2 separate regions of the Hordeum vulgare genome follow, and region 1 is linked to region 2. A link is a contact called in public Hi-C data. All regions are on one chromosome and are shown on one strand. The core of a region is the stretch at or near the end of the contact, and the rest is flanking DNA. Distances in the headings are between cores, read along the strand shown. Region 1 has its middle 47 kb from the start of LOC123424731. Region 2 holds the start of LOC123424729 (peroxidase 2-like).

Region 1 (6,630 bases), core at 1,745-4,244, 150 kb after region 2:
TTATTTGTACCCCGCGACTTTTGAGCGAGTCAACCTGGCTTACGTCGTACCGAAAAATAATGTTTGTAGATTAGAAAATATTCGTAAAATTATCAAAAATGTTCATCAAACAAAAAATGTTTAAATTGTTTTTAAATATATTCCCAAAGCATAAAAATATAAGTCAAACTAAAAAAGTGTAAACTTCATTCCCATAAATTAAATATTGTTCATCAATAAAAAAAATACTGACAAAATCGTAAAAAATGTTAATCAAATTTAATAGATATTAAATAATATGAAAAAATGTTGATAAAAAATATTCATGAAACTTTAAATTGTGCGGGAATTTGGAAAAACATTCATGAAATTTACAAATGTTAATATATTTTTAGAGTGGAGTTGCAAGTCAAAAATGAACTTGCAATTGGGACAAAAAAAGATCGGACCCCATTTGCGAATCATGGTGAACTTGCAATTGTGAAAAAAATGTTGGCACAGTTGCAAGTCGAGGATGAACTTGCAACTGAAACAAAAAAATGTGAGATCCTAGTTGTGAGTCGAAAATGGACTTACAACTTAAACAAAAAAAAAGTTTATACTCAGTTGCTAGTCGAGAGCGGACTTGTAACTAGGACAACATAAATGTCAAGACCGAGTTATGCGTCAAGGTTGGGATTACATCTGCGACCAAAAAGGTCGAACATCAATTGCGAGTCAAGGGTGGACTTGCAACTGGGACAAAAAAAAGACAGCCTTCAATTGCGAGTTGAGAATGGACATGCAACTTGGACAAAAAGATCGGGTCTAGTTGCGAGTCGAGGATGGAATTGTAACTGGGGCAAAAAAGATCGAACTCGAGTGGCAAGTCGAGTATGGACTTGCAACTGGACAAAAAGGTTGGGTCCGTGTTGCGACTCGATGATGGACTTGCAGCTGGAAAAAAGAAAGATCAGACCAAAGTTGCGAGACAAAGGTGAACTTGTAAATGGGACAAAAAAGATCAGGCCCTAATTAAGTGTCGAGGTGGATTTGTAACTAGGCACAAAAAATGTTAAGCCCTAGTCGCAAGTTGGGCATGGACATGCAACTGAGACAAAAAAATGCTAGACTCGAGTGACGAGCTAAGAGTGAACTTGTAACTGGGACAAGAAAATGTTGAAACCCAGTTACCACGATGGTGAACTTGAAACTTAGACAAAAAAATCTCGAGATCTAATTGCGGGTTGAGTGTGGACTTACAAATGAGACAACAAAGAAGACAATCATGTCTGATGATGGACAACTAACCGACAGAGACGAAGCCAGCATGCAAGCATAGGGAGGGGGGTAAGTTTGTTCATGGAGGAGGCAAAGTTCATATAAAATTAAAATGAATTACCACAACAACCACTATCATAGTAGAAAACTCAATTTGTTAGGGGATCACATCATTAGTATAAACCATGTAAATTTTAACCGTGCCTTTTAAATTATAACAGAAGGAATATCTGTCAATCGGCTAATCAGGTAATTAATTAGACACAATCGAGCTCTTCGGTCTCCCAGTAGTGCTCCTCCTATCTCTCCTGCATATTGAGGTACATATATCCGAGTTTGCGGTAATTTAAACATCGAAAATGAAAATCAGTGTGTCAGGAGGTGGGGCTGCTTCAGCTTATATGAAGCTTCGGCGGAGGTGTCAAGCCATATCTGACTGACAAATGCTAAGTCGTGTCATATCTGTTCGGCACATGCTACGCGCGATAGATCTTTCGCAGACTTCAAGTTGTGTCGGCTGGTCGTACTTGACGGCATGGTGCTGCAGTGTACCGACATCGACTGCAACGTGTTCAGCAGTTTGCACACAGGAAGGTGGTGTCGTTGGGCTTCATGATGGCGTTGATGGATGGTCGGACTAGTAAGGATGATGCAGATCTGTTTCTTGAAGATGGGTCAGCGGTTCGATGATGATTGCGACTTCTAAAATGTGTGTATGTGGTGTACGCTTCAGATTTGCTGCACTGGTTGTAGGTTTTGATACGTTATATGGATGAATCGGTGATGACACAGGTTTAGATATTGGGAGTGACATCACTCTACATTATTAAATTTATAGGTGTGAGTGATGACTTTGGATGGCTTGACGTATGTTTTTATGAGACCTTGACTAAATAATTAATAAAGATGATTGTATGCATCAACTGTTGCAGAGGTCAGAGGTTTAACTTTCTTTTTTTTAAAATAATATGTGTCCAACTTTTTAATCTTGAGATTTCAGAATATATCTATGCGTGAAAATAGACAAAATTGGTTATTTTCTAAGATCTTAATGTAAGTATTTTACAAACTGATTCTTTTTTAGCATGATGTCCAAAGCTAAGACGTTATAGCAATGATGCCTTGGGTTAGGGCGTCACGGTGCCGATAGCAAGTCATCTCGGGTAAGAGCGTCATGCCAAATAGCATGACGTTTTAGTCCGGGCATCATGTTATCTAGCATGTCGCCCTAGCGTTGGACATCATGTAAAAGGGTCAGGTTCTGAAATATATTTAGATTGAGGTGATTTTGTGTTCAAGTTTAAGAAAATAGTAGTTTCGTTCTTTTCTATACAGCCCCCTGTCGACGGGTGACCGTCCAAATCATGTACGATTTTGGATTGTAGCAACACTATATATCGATCCGGTACAAGCACGTTTCTCTACGACTAAATCCTGGACACCCGGCTCCGTGCGATGCCATTCAGCGGCTTCCTGACTCGATTGCAGTACCTGGTGTCCTGGTCACATGCGTATTTGGATTCTTACAATACCAGTATCTTCATACGATGCCATTCAGCAGCTTCTGACTGAATTTTCCGTGCGTGCGAGAGCTATGGCGTCGTCGGGGCGCTCCCTTTTTCAACGGAGCGCGGAAGGCGGCGAGCGACGTCCCGTGATCCTTTCTCAGCCGCATGGCTCCAAGGAGCGCGGAGTAGTGTGTGTGGCACTACCGATGAGCGTGCATGCGTGGGTTGGGCACACGTCGGTTTCAGGGGGACTGGGGGAGGAAGCAACCGTGGAATTCAAAACTCCTGGTCGTTGGGCTCGGTTGGCCCCTCTGATCCATCTTTCAGTCGTCGCTTTGAGTGGCCAGCTTGTACTGGCGTGTTAGTTGTCAATGAGAGCCCCATAGTTGTCTGGTAAGGGTGCCGCACGTGCTAATTCGCCCGAGGATGAGAGGACGGACGCAAGGGCATCTCCAATGCCGACCTCCTAAACCGAACATTGCATCTGTACGTGTACGTTGACCGAAAAACAGTTCACGGGCACGGATACGGATGCCGGACATCCAAAAATAGTTGCACACAGTTTATTGGATTTCAACTAATCAAACAAATTTCATTCATGTTCGAGTATAATTTACAGTCCGATATTTCTATTGTTTAACTTAAAATTAGAAAGGGAAAAAACCTAAATCTTGTAGCGGACTTCGACATCGTACACATGGTCGCCCTGTCCGGCTGCCCCGTCGTCATCGTTGTCCCTCCAGCCACGGAAGGACGTCGGTCCACCACGACAACCTTGTCCGGCCGTTGCTTGACACGCTGGAGAAGTTGCTCCGCTTCCACCTGCGTGGTGCGGAGGGCCTTTGCGGCCAATGCAAACAACCCCGCCGAGCCTTAGCGACAGCCTTATCCATCCTGGCTTTGACGGAGGAATCGCAAAGCAACGATGCCTCATCGATCTCGGCAAGCTTGACGTCAAAAAGACGACGATGTTGGTCGTCTTCCCGGTGGGTGACGGAATGGTCAAGAGTCCAGACATCGACGAGGTCATCGTCGTTGAGGACACAAGTCGGCGCCATGTCCGACTTGGAGAACAAGGAGCAACAGGCTATGTTGTGACCCTCATACCGTGTCTCTTACCTTGCGGCCCTTTCCTCCTCGAACACAAAGGGCCGCGATCCCGAGGGACCACCGCCACCGAGGTAGTGGAGCATGGTAATGTCAGTTTTTTTTTATACATTCCTCAAATTCATTTTTGAGTTTTTTGAAAACCTAATTCATCATTTTTTAGCATTTATACAACAGTTTTCAAATTCATTTTCTCAACATTTACAGCGTATATTTGCATCATTTTCAAAATGTTATTTCAACGTTTATGTTTACTTATATCAACATTGTTTTTCTCTATATCAATATTTTTAATTCATTTTCAAAGTTTTTTTGTAGGGCATATTTTTCATCATTTTGAATACACAGTTTCAACTTTTCTATAAAACTAATTCGTCATTTTTCATTACATGTATCTACATTTTGAAATAATAGTTCAGTGTTTTATTTAGTTTTGTCAATATTATTTGAACACATTCCACAAATTCATTTTTGGGGAACATTTCACAACATATAAATTCATTTTTTCAACATTTCTAGCATATAATTTTATCATTTCCAAAATACTAGTTCAACATTTTGTTTTAGTTATTTCAACATTATTGTATGTATATCAACATTTTGTAAATTCATTTTTGAAGTTCCGTTGTAAAGTATATTTTGAAAATTTTGGAAATACGGTCTCAACTATTCCAAAACACAAATTCATCATTTGTTTTATCAGCATCCACATTTTAATGGAACAGTTCGCACATTTTTGGAACACAGTTTCAACTTCTTGAAAACACTTGAGAATTTTTGTTTACTTATAAAAAACTTCTAAAATTATATTCCACTGTTTTAATTTACTTATATCAACATTTTAAAATATTACATCGACATTTTATATGGTTATATGAACATTTCCTAAACACTTGTTCAACATTTAATCAAGTTATGTCAGTTCTTTCAGAATAAAATATTCAAAACATTTTTTTTGTTTTTAAAATCTAATTCAAAAAATAAACATTTATATCAATTTTTTAAAAATTAATTTTGTCCACATTTCTAGCATATAATTTCATCTTTTCCAAAATTCTAGTTCAACATTTTTGTTTACTTACATTAACATTCTTTGTATGTATATCGATATTTTTTAATTCATTTTTTGTAAGGTATATTTTAAAGAAAATAGTTCAACACTTTGTAAACATAGTTTCAACTTTTCTATAAAAGAAATTCACCATTTTTAATTATCTGCATCGACCATTTTAAATACTTGTTTCACATTTAGTTAATTATATCAATAATATTTAAATACATTCCTCAAATCAGTTTTTGGGGAATATTTCTAAAACACCGTTTCAAGTATTGGAAAAACTTATTTCAACATCTTTTAAAATTATAAGAACATTTCTAAATTTCGGTTTCAACATTTTATTTAATTAGCTTTTTTAAATATAGTTCACCATTTTATATGGTTAGTTCAACATTCTCTAAATACTAGTTCACAATTCTATTTGGTTATATAAATATTTTATTAATAGCAGTTCAACATTTTTATCTAAGTATATCAGTATCTTCGAAATACTTTCTTAAAATTCATTTTGAGTTTTACTAAACCTAATTAAAAAATTAAAATTTATATCAACATTTTTGAAATTCGTGTTCTCAACATTTTACAACATATAATTTCATTATTTCGAAAATACTAGTTAAATCAACACTTTTAGTTAGTTATAACAACTTTGGTTTTTACCTATTTCTAAACTACAATTTTATATTATTTTTTATGTTTGATTTTTTTAATAAAAATCAACATCTTTGTTTAGTTATATGAACATTTTTAGGAAAAAGCTATCAACATCTTTCTAAACATTGTTCTTATCCATACATTTTTTGAAAAAAATAATTCAAAGATTGTCAGCTTAGTTTTTTTTCGTTAAAAAGGGATTATGATACCTGGCATACATAAGGAAACTCTAGTCTTAAGAACAATGAGTATCTTAGTGCGTGCTGCCAAAGCATACAATGCACTATCCGGAACACGTCTACACTTAAAGAAATTTCTCATGTGAGGGCAATAAGTAGATTAGTGCAATATGAAAATATTTACATATATGTAGGCACATTGCAACCACTAAATTTATGAAACCGCTATTTCGAATGTACGAGTGCATGATGTTCTTTGTGAGATTCTTTTGAACATTTGTTGCTATTCTTTTTTGGCATAGGTACTTTACTCTTCTTTGCCCCACGCGATGTAGTCTTCTTTGCCACAGTTTTTCCACTCTTCGTTGCAGGAAATTTCGCTGTATCTGCTGAATTCAGAGGCGGTGTAACTACAGTTGTTGTTTGGAGATGACCTGTAGTGAGGGCTGATGTGAGGGGCTGCAAAATGAAAAAGAATGGACATCACCTATAAAATGTGTGCTTATCAAGTAAGTTCAAACATATAAATAGTGTTTACCTTTTTTATTGCTACAAAATTTACTTTATGTATCTTAGTTTTTTTTGCATAAGCATTCAGTGATCTAGTATGTGATCTCTTAGTGGGTCTTTTCACTACTTTCTTCCTGCTCCATGTTCTTTCTTCTGAAGAAGACTTCAATCTGTTGCCTTTTCTTATTGATTTTGACTTCTTTGTTGTTGGATCTTGGTAGGTAACTCGTGATGTCGGCTCATCAAATTTACGCTTCTTCTTGCTCCTTGACATATTTTCATGCAACAAATCAACTGTATCCATGACACATCTACTTTCATTTGCATCATTGCCTATATCCGAAAAAGCTTCTATTGTTTTTGACATCATCAAAAT
Region 2 (6,433 bases), core at 3,095-5,594:
CATCAAATTCATACACATATGGCCGAAGCACTCCTCTAGTCACAATGGAGGAAACCATTCTTGACTGCATCTTCTAGCCCTTTACATGCATCTATGTGGACTTGCAAAGGTGATATTGGCCCTATGCATCTTTTCAACTGCAGCATGAACCATGTCCATGAGACCTCTTACTCTGACTGAAACAAGCCAATAGCAACATGGAACATCTAGTTTTGACCATCTAAAGCATTGAAAGCTGCCAATTGATCATTCCACTTGCGAGTCAAAAACGATGAGTCTATGCTCAAATATAGACGGCACCCTGCCTTGAAGCCATCGATGCAAGGTTGTAAAGCCATAAAAAAACTTATAGAAAAGGACTTTCCGTCCTCTGTTACCTTAGTATCTATCTCCACAACACTTCCAGGTGACCTCTTCTCCACCTTTGCTTTGAAGTTACAAAGCATCCTTAAAGTATTTGTCCAATCACCATACAATTGTTTCATTGCCATTTGTTTTGCCTACCACATTGTGTTATACTTCACCTTAATGGTGTACTGCTTTTCCAAGTCTACTTTAAGTTTCTTTGAAGTAGTGTTTGGTTTATTGACTAAAATTGGAGTGATCTTTTCTCTAATCCAAAGTTGTGATGTCATGGTTGATACTCTTTGTGAACTTGTAATACAAGTATGTTGATGTGGGATTTGATTGACCTTGATGGTACTTGCATCAGGTTGGCGTCTTGCAAATATGTACCACTTGCAAGGCTTGACACTTCCATCAAAACCTTTGCATCTTGCATAAAACTTCTTTGTGTCAGTCCACTTAGTCTTGGCATAAAATTCAAGGTTGACTGCATAAGTCTTGGAACACATACAAAACTCATCCATGTTTTGGAAAAACATGCCTACTGCAATAACATGGGTTTCCTTATCATAGACATTTACCAACTCGTCATCATGTGCATCATTTACATCATTTGTAGAATATTCCATCAGTTGTCCATCCACATCTTCAGATAAATCTCTGTTAGCATCAGTAGGCATACTAGAATTACCATTCTCCTCCTTATCTTGATCATCCACTGGAATGCCAATTTTTTTGGCCATCTTAATGACATCCATTGGCGCAATGACCAAATCAGTAGAGTCATTTAATTGTACTAAATTTCAATTAGTAGAAACAACCCTTGCAACACCATCACAGTCCTCTTGTGCATCTCCATCACCCCTCTCAGCTAATATTGTCACTTCACCCGTACACATGGGCAGTATATGCCTCTCTCAGGTCCAATCATCGTCTACCATCTGTAAAACCAACTCTAAGGTCACATATCCAACCTTAGAATCTTATTTGAGATCAACGTTCACTGCATGAAAGGTTGTCGGTTTGCTTGTCTAGCCATCTTGTCGGTCAATTTCATCAACCATCTCTTCGCCATCCTCAATTCTCACATACTCGCCTTCCCAATTATCAAACCGTCACAATGCTACCACTTGCTCTCAACCCCAAAAATGATCTTCCCAATTTTTTCCACCACATTCTTCATGACCTTCTCTAACATGCTCTGTAGTTCTTGTGGATGAATCTCTCCGAATTCAACCTCACATTTCATAATTATATCTCTCTCTATGTCCCTCATGCTACCATCACCTAGCTTTGACTTAGATGGAAAGAATTCAATAGTGAATTCGAAGGTCCGAGCAGTATCTCCACTGTTTGTTAATGTGGGCAGTGTGAGCTAGTGGAAGTAGATACATCACAAATCGCATAGGTTGGAAAGGATGCACATTAAGAAATTACCTAGTCGACGTTGTCTTTGGCAGCTCCATCGCGTTCAGCCTTCCCCTCCCCCTTCGCCCCCCCCCCCCTCACACACACACAATCTGGATCAAATCGATCGGAAATAGAGGTGATGTTGTGAGATCTAACTCGACCCGGAGGGGAACATCACAAGGCTTTCAGATTCACTCACCACAGCCGTCGCGGTCGCCGAGAACGAGCCGCTGCCGTGAGCATGAATAAAAGCTACGCCATCGATCGGACTGTGGTTTTCTGTAGCTCGACCTTCACGGTATCCCTTATCTAAGCCATTCATTTCAACATCAAGATCCGTGCATGCACATTTGTCTTTTTTATTTTCCTCCAACGAAACAACATATAAACTTCAAATTTTGCAGTACAACAAAACTTTCTAACAAGAATGTGAGAAAAACCTCTTAGATTTTATCATGTATTTTGAATGCTTAACGTAATTTTTTAATCAAAAAAAATCCTCTTTTTGTTTATTTATGTCCCAACAAAAAATCTGAAAGCTTTTTCACACATTCTTGTTAGAAAGTTTGTTTGATCTGTAAAGTTTGAAGTCCATATGTTATTTCGTTTGAGAGAAACAAAAAAGAGATTTTTTTTGTAGTAAGTTAAATGAAGAGCAAAGATCTCAAAGCAAATATTCAAGGGTGAAGATAAGAGGCTCCGTGCTGGACCAGGTACAAAGGAACTTTACCCGTCGAGAATGAAGAGGACGGAGCAACATGGGTTCTGTTAGGCACCGGAACACGTTTCACCTGATGCACTGTCAAGTAGGTCCATAACTAGATGCACTGTCAAGTGGGACCCACCTGTCTTAAACATAACCTTATTTTCATTGACGACCATTTTAGACCTTCGGATAGTCGTCGGCTCTTTGGGCTTCTAAAATGTAGCACGGTGGCTATTTTCGTCAACTATGCCGTAGTCCTTCTAATTCAGCTTAAAGATACAATAGGAGCTATTGACCCGTTAAAGTGACAGCCATTAGCATCTCGAAGTATGTCATACTCAAATGTAGTTGAAGCAATCCTCCATGCCTTTGCACGAGAATTCGTTAAAGATGTGGGCGCACGGACGGACGCACCCGTACAATTTTCACCCCCACCGTACATACACACGCCACATACTCGGTAGGTGCCAGTACTGGTCTCCGAGACCTTATTTAGTCCATCCATGCGTAGCAGCAGAGTGTCGGCGAGCAGATTACGAGTTGACCTTGGAGCAGACGAGCCTGATCTGTCCCTGCGTCCCCGTCTTGGGCGCGATGTTCCCCATGTTCACCATGGCTGTCGTGAAGGCGCTGTTGAACGTCGCCGCGCTGGACGCGAAGCTCCTGACCGTGTTGTCGGCGCCGCCGCTGTTGAAGAGCACCTGGTCCGAGTGCAGCAGCCCCTTCTGCGACATGAGGTTGGTGTAGTAGCCATTGTCGAACGCGTTGGGCGTCGCCGTGTCCAGCGGCGCCAGGCTGTTGTCGCCGCCGGACTGGGGGCAGTTGGCCTTGAGCGCCGTCGCGAAGGCCGTGTTGATGTTGGTCTCGTTGTAGATCCTGTTCCTGAAAAACCGGCACTGCGATTGCCCGATCGTGTGCGCGCCTGCAGTTAGATCGAGAGCACAGCCGTGTCAGAATATTTCTTCCCAGCCTTCGTGGCATACAGTTTGAGCTGAGAGAAAGCATATTAGCAGTGTGTACGCACCTGAGAGCGCAACCATGTCTGTCATGCTGAGCTGCTTGTTGCCGAACAAGGTGGTGAGGTTTTGGAGGTCGAAGGTAGGGGGTGGCAGGTCATTTTCCGCGTTGGTCTTGCTTGCAGTGGTGGAGTCCCTCCTCCCCAGGAGAACAGTCCATGTCGGCCCACCCAGCTGCTTGGTATGCACAGAAGTAGTTCCAAACCACAGTTAAAGAAAATGGTATGCCAGCAATTCAGCATCGATGCATGCATGACGGCTAATTGCCGAGCTTACCGCGACGACGGAGTCACGGGCGGCGACGGCGAGGATGTCGGCGCAGGAGACGGTCTGCTTGCACACGGCCTCCACCTGGGTCTTGATGCTGTCGATGACGTTCATGCCTCGAATGGAATTCTTGTTCGGGGCAGCCCCCTGCTCGCCGACGAAGCTCCCCGTGTCCGCCAACAGAACGGACCCGTCACATCCCTGGAAAAAATAAGTACAGTTCAAGAATCCAAATCATTTGTTGTCCATGGATAACTGACTATTTTACAGTTAACTAAACTAACTAGGATTATTCCCCGAACGGAAGAATGGCGAGGTTACGTGAGACTTGCATCGACAAAGCAGTCGTGGAAGTGCAGCCGGACCAGCGACGCCCCCATGCGGGCTTCGTTTTGCACGGCGGCCGCCACGCCGGCCTTGATGGTGGCCAGCGCGTTGGGACACGACGTGTCGTAGAACGTCGACGACAGCTGCGCCGACGCCGCCGAGGCCATTGCCACGAGCACCACTAAGCTAAGACAAGAGGCAGAGGCCATCGATCGCTACTCTAACGACTAGTGGTGCTTCTGCCTCACTTTTCTCTAGTTGGGTATGGCTTGCAAGAGAACAATGCTAGCGTTGGACATATATATAGCCCGCAGAGGTTACGGAGCCACGGGTGCCCGTGGCTAAAACCTCCAAATGTTGTGCCTAACTTGTCCACAGAGACGGTACTAGCAGACATGTTGGCAATCATTGTCCTGGAGAAAGGATACCCCATGAACGAATGCTGTTCGAACGCTTAGCATGGAACGTTCTCTCTTCGATTTGATTACCAGTTTGGTACAGCGTATTCGACATAAACAAATTTTATTCGGCCAACACGAACAGCAACTGCATTATTGGCGCAAGAAACCTTGCTGCACATCCGCTCAGTTTATGCATGCATGATTGCATATGGTCAGTTCGATCAGGCCTTATCCTAGTATTTCTTAGGCGAAAATATGCACACACCAGTGACATATCCTATCTCTGCTGGATGCTTACCCCACATGTGGTTTGTCTCTAAACGTGGTTCAGGTGTCAACTCTTCCTCATTTTCCTAATCAGCAACCATTCAGTAGAGCTAGTTGGGCAAGACGATAACACGAGCGCCCCCTTCTCCTATCAATTCGGACGTAAGTATGGTATAGAACATATATGGTCCAGAAAATTAGTGTTCTTTCGCTGCGCCATGGACCGAATTCCATGGACGCATGCACCTGCGATGCAGGCCGAAGTAGATGCCGGCGCAATGGCCGGCGCGTCCACTTCAGGCAGTAAATTTAGCAGGTGACCACCAGCTGACCGTGAGACGGTTTCTTACTTGCCGGCAGTGAAGACGCACAGTATGGTCCTGAACTATTCAGTAGACCACTGGAGTGTCATGCTAAATGCCCATACGATAGGGTATCACATTCTTATGGGCGTGCGTTGGGCGCACTCGTGGATATGCGCTCGTCCAACTCTAAAATTTGTCTCTTGGTCAAAAATGCAGTACTGCTATTAGTACAGCGCTGGTCCACTACTGCCCTACTGCGGGTTCGCCTAATATGAGTAGCTAGCGGACAAAATAGTAGTCCGTAGTCTGGGCAAGGCTACTGGTTTCGTGCCTAGGTCGGTATCGTTAGGTATTGGATCTTTATAAGGGGTTGCTTGTCTTTTATCACATGTATATGTACTAGACCTTGGTCCTTTTATGAATGTCAGTTGTTCATTCCTAACATGGTATTAGATGCTTAGGTTTTTTTCTCGCCCGCTGCAGCTTCGTGCTCTCTCCCTCCACCGCCGCCGCCACTGCTAGCTGCCTCTAGCTCCTCCGGCCGCTCCGCTCCCCCTCGACCGGCTGCTACGGCCGTTCTCTCCTTGTCGGGCTGCCCTGTGTCTCGTCGCCGGTCGCCTCTTTGCCTGGTCGCGCCCGTGGTTGCCGCCGCCCCCACTGCCTTCATCGCGGCCGGTCGCCTCACACCTGGCCATCCCCGGCCCCGCACGGATCCGCCGCCGCTGGCTACGCCTCACCCGGCCTTGCACGACTGCACTGCCGCTGCCGCTGCCTCCGGCAGGCGCTACCTAACGCGTCCTCGTGCGGCTGCTGGTCTCCGCGGCTGCCACCGCGCCCTCCTCGTCCGGAGGCCGCCGGCACCTCCCTATCGGGGTGCTGCTCTTGCAGCCGCTGCTGCTACCTGCCTCGACTGGATGTAGCTGCGGCCGCCGCTTATCCAGCAGCCAGCTCGATCAAGCCCGATCCAGATTTGGATTCCAAAAAAAGAAAAAAGAAAAAGAAAGAAAGAAATCAGAGAGCTCGTCATGTCTTCTTCGAGGTATGTTGTTGTTTCTCGGTGCTCGATGATCTTCGATGACACAACAATGCTTAGTTTCTGGGCCTCATGCGTATCCACATGCGTGGTCTTCTGCGGTGGGGCGTTCTCTCTAGTGAGCTCTTGTGTCCATCATGCCATGTTGCTCGTGTGGCTCCTATCCCGCCGGTGCTACCTATTATGGCTGCTAATGCTTCTTAGGCTAATCGGGATGCAGCCAAGGCTCTTGATGATGCTGCGGTCGATGCTTATTCAGATGCTCTTTCTGTTTACTGGGATGATTTGTCTGCTTACACTTAGTGGTGCAACGATGATGCTCGTGTTGTTGTTCTCACTGTGAGTGTCCTCCCTCA

Evidence for each region. Hi-C and Micro-C count contacts between places; a contact is called where the count stands out from the background.
Region 1: a contact with region 2 is called in a Hi-C map of seedling, with 1.9 times the contacts expected there. The contact joins the enhancer-like site here to the promoter of LOC123424729 in region 2. A contact is called at or near these places in 2 of 6 Hi-C or Micro-C datasets (leaf and seedling).

What each region holds. Positions count from the first base shown.
Region 1 is chr2H:41,662,032-41,668,661 of MorexV3_pseudomolecules_assembly, forward strand. No RefSeq gene overlaps it. Among protein-coding and RNA genes, the nearest start is that of LOC123424731, 47 kb to the left of the region's middle. Within about 2 kb of position 2,995, at least 3 of the 3 cell types and tissues checked have open chromatin away from gene starts, as enhancers often do. A contact at or near this core is called in leaf and seedling, where this site is marked.
Region 2 is chr2H:41,508,077-41,514,509 of MorexV3_pseudomolecules_assembly, forward strand. It overlaps LOC123424729 (peroxidase 2-like), which reads right to left and starts at 4,345. Exons shown (of 4, transcript XM_045108403.1): 1 at 4,077-4,345; 2 at 3,754-3,945; 3 at 3,486-3,651; 4 at 2,790-3,383. The coding sequence starts at 4,280. The coding sequence ends at 2,995.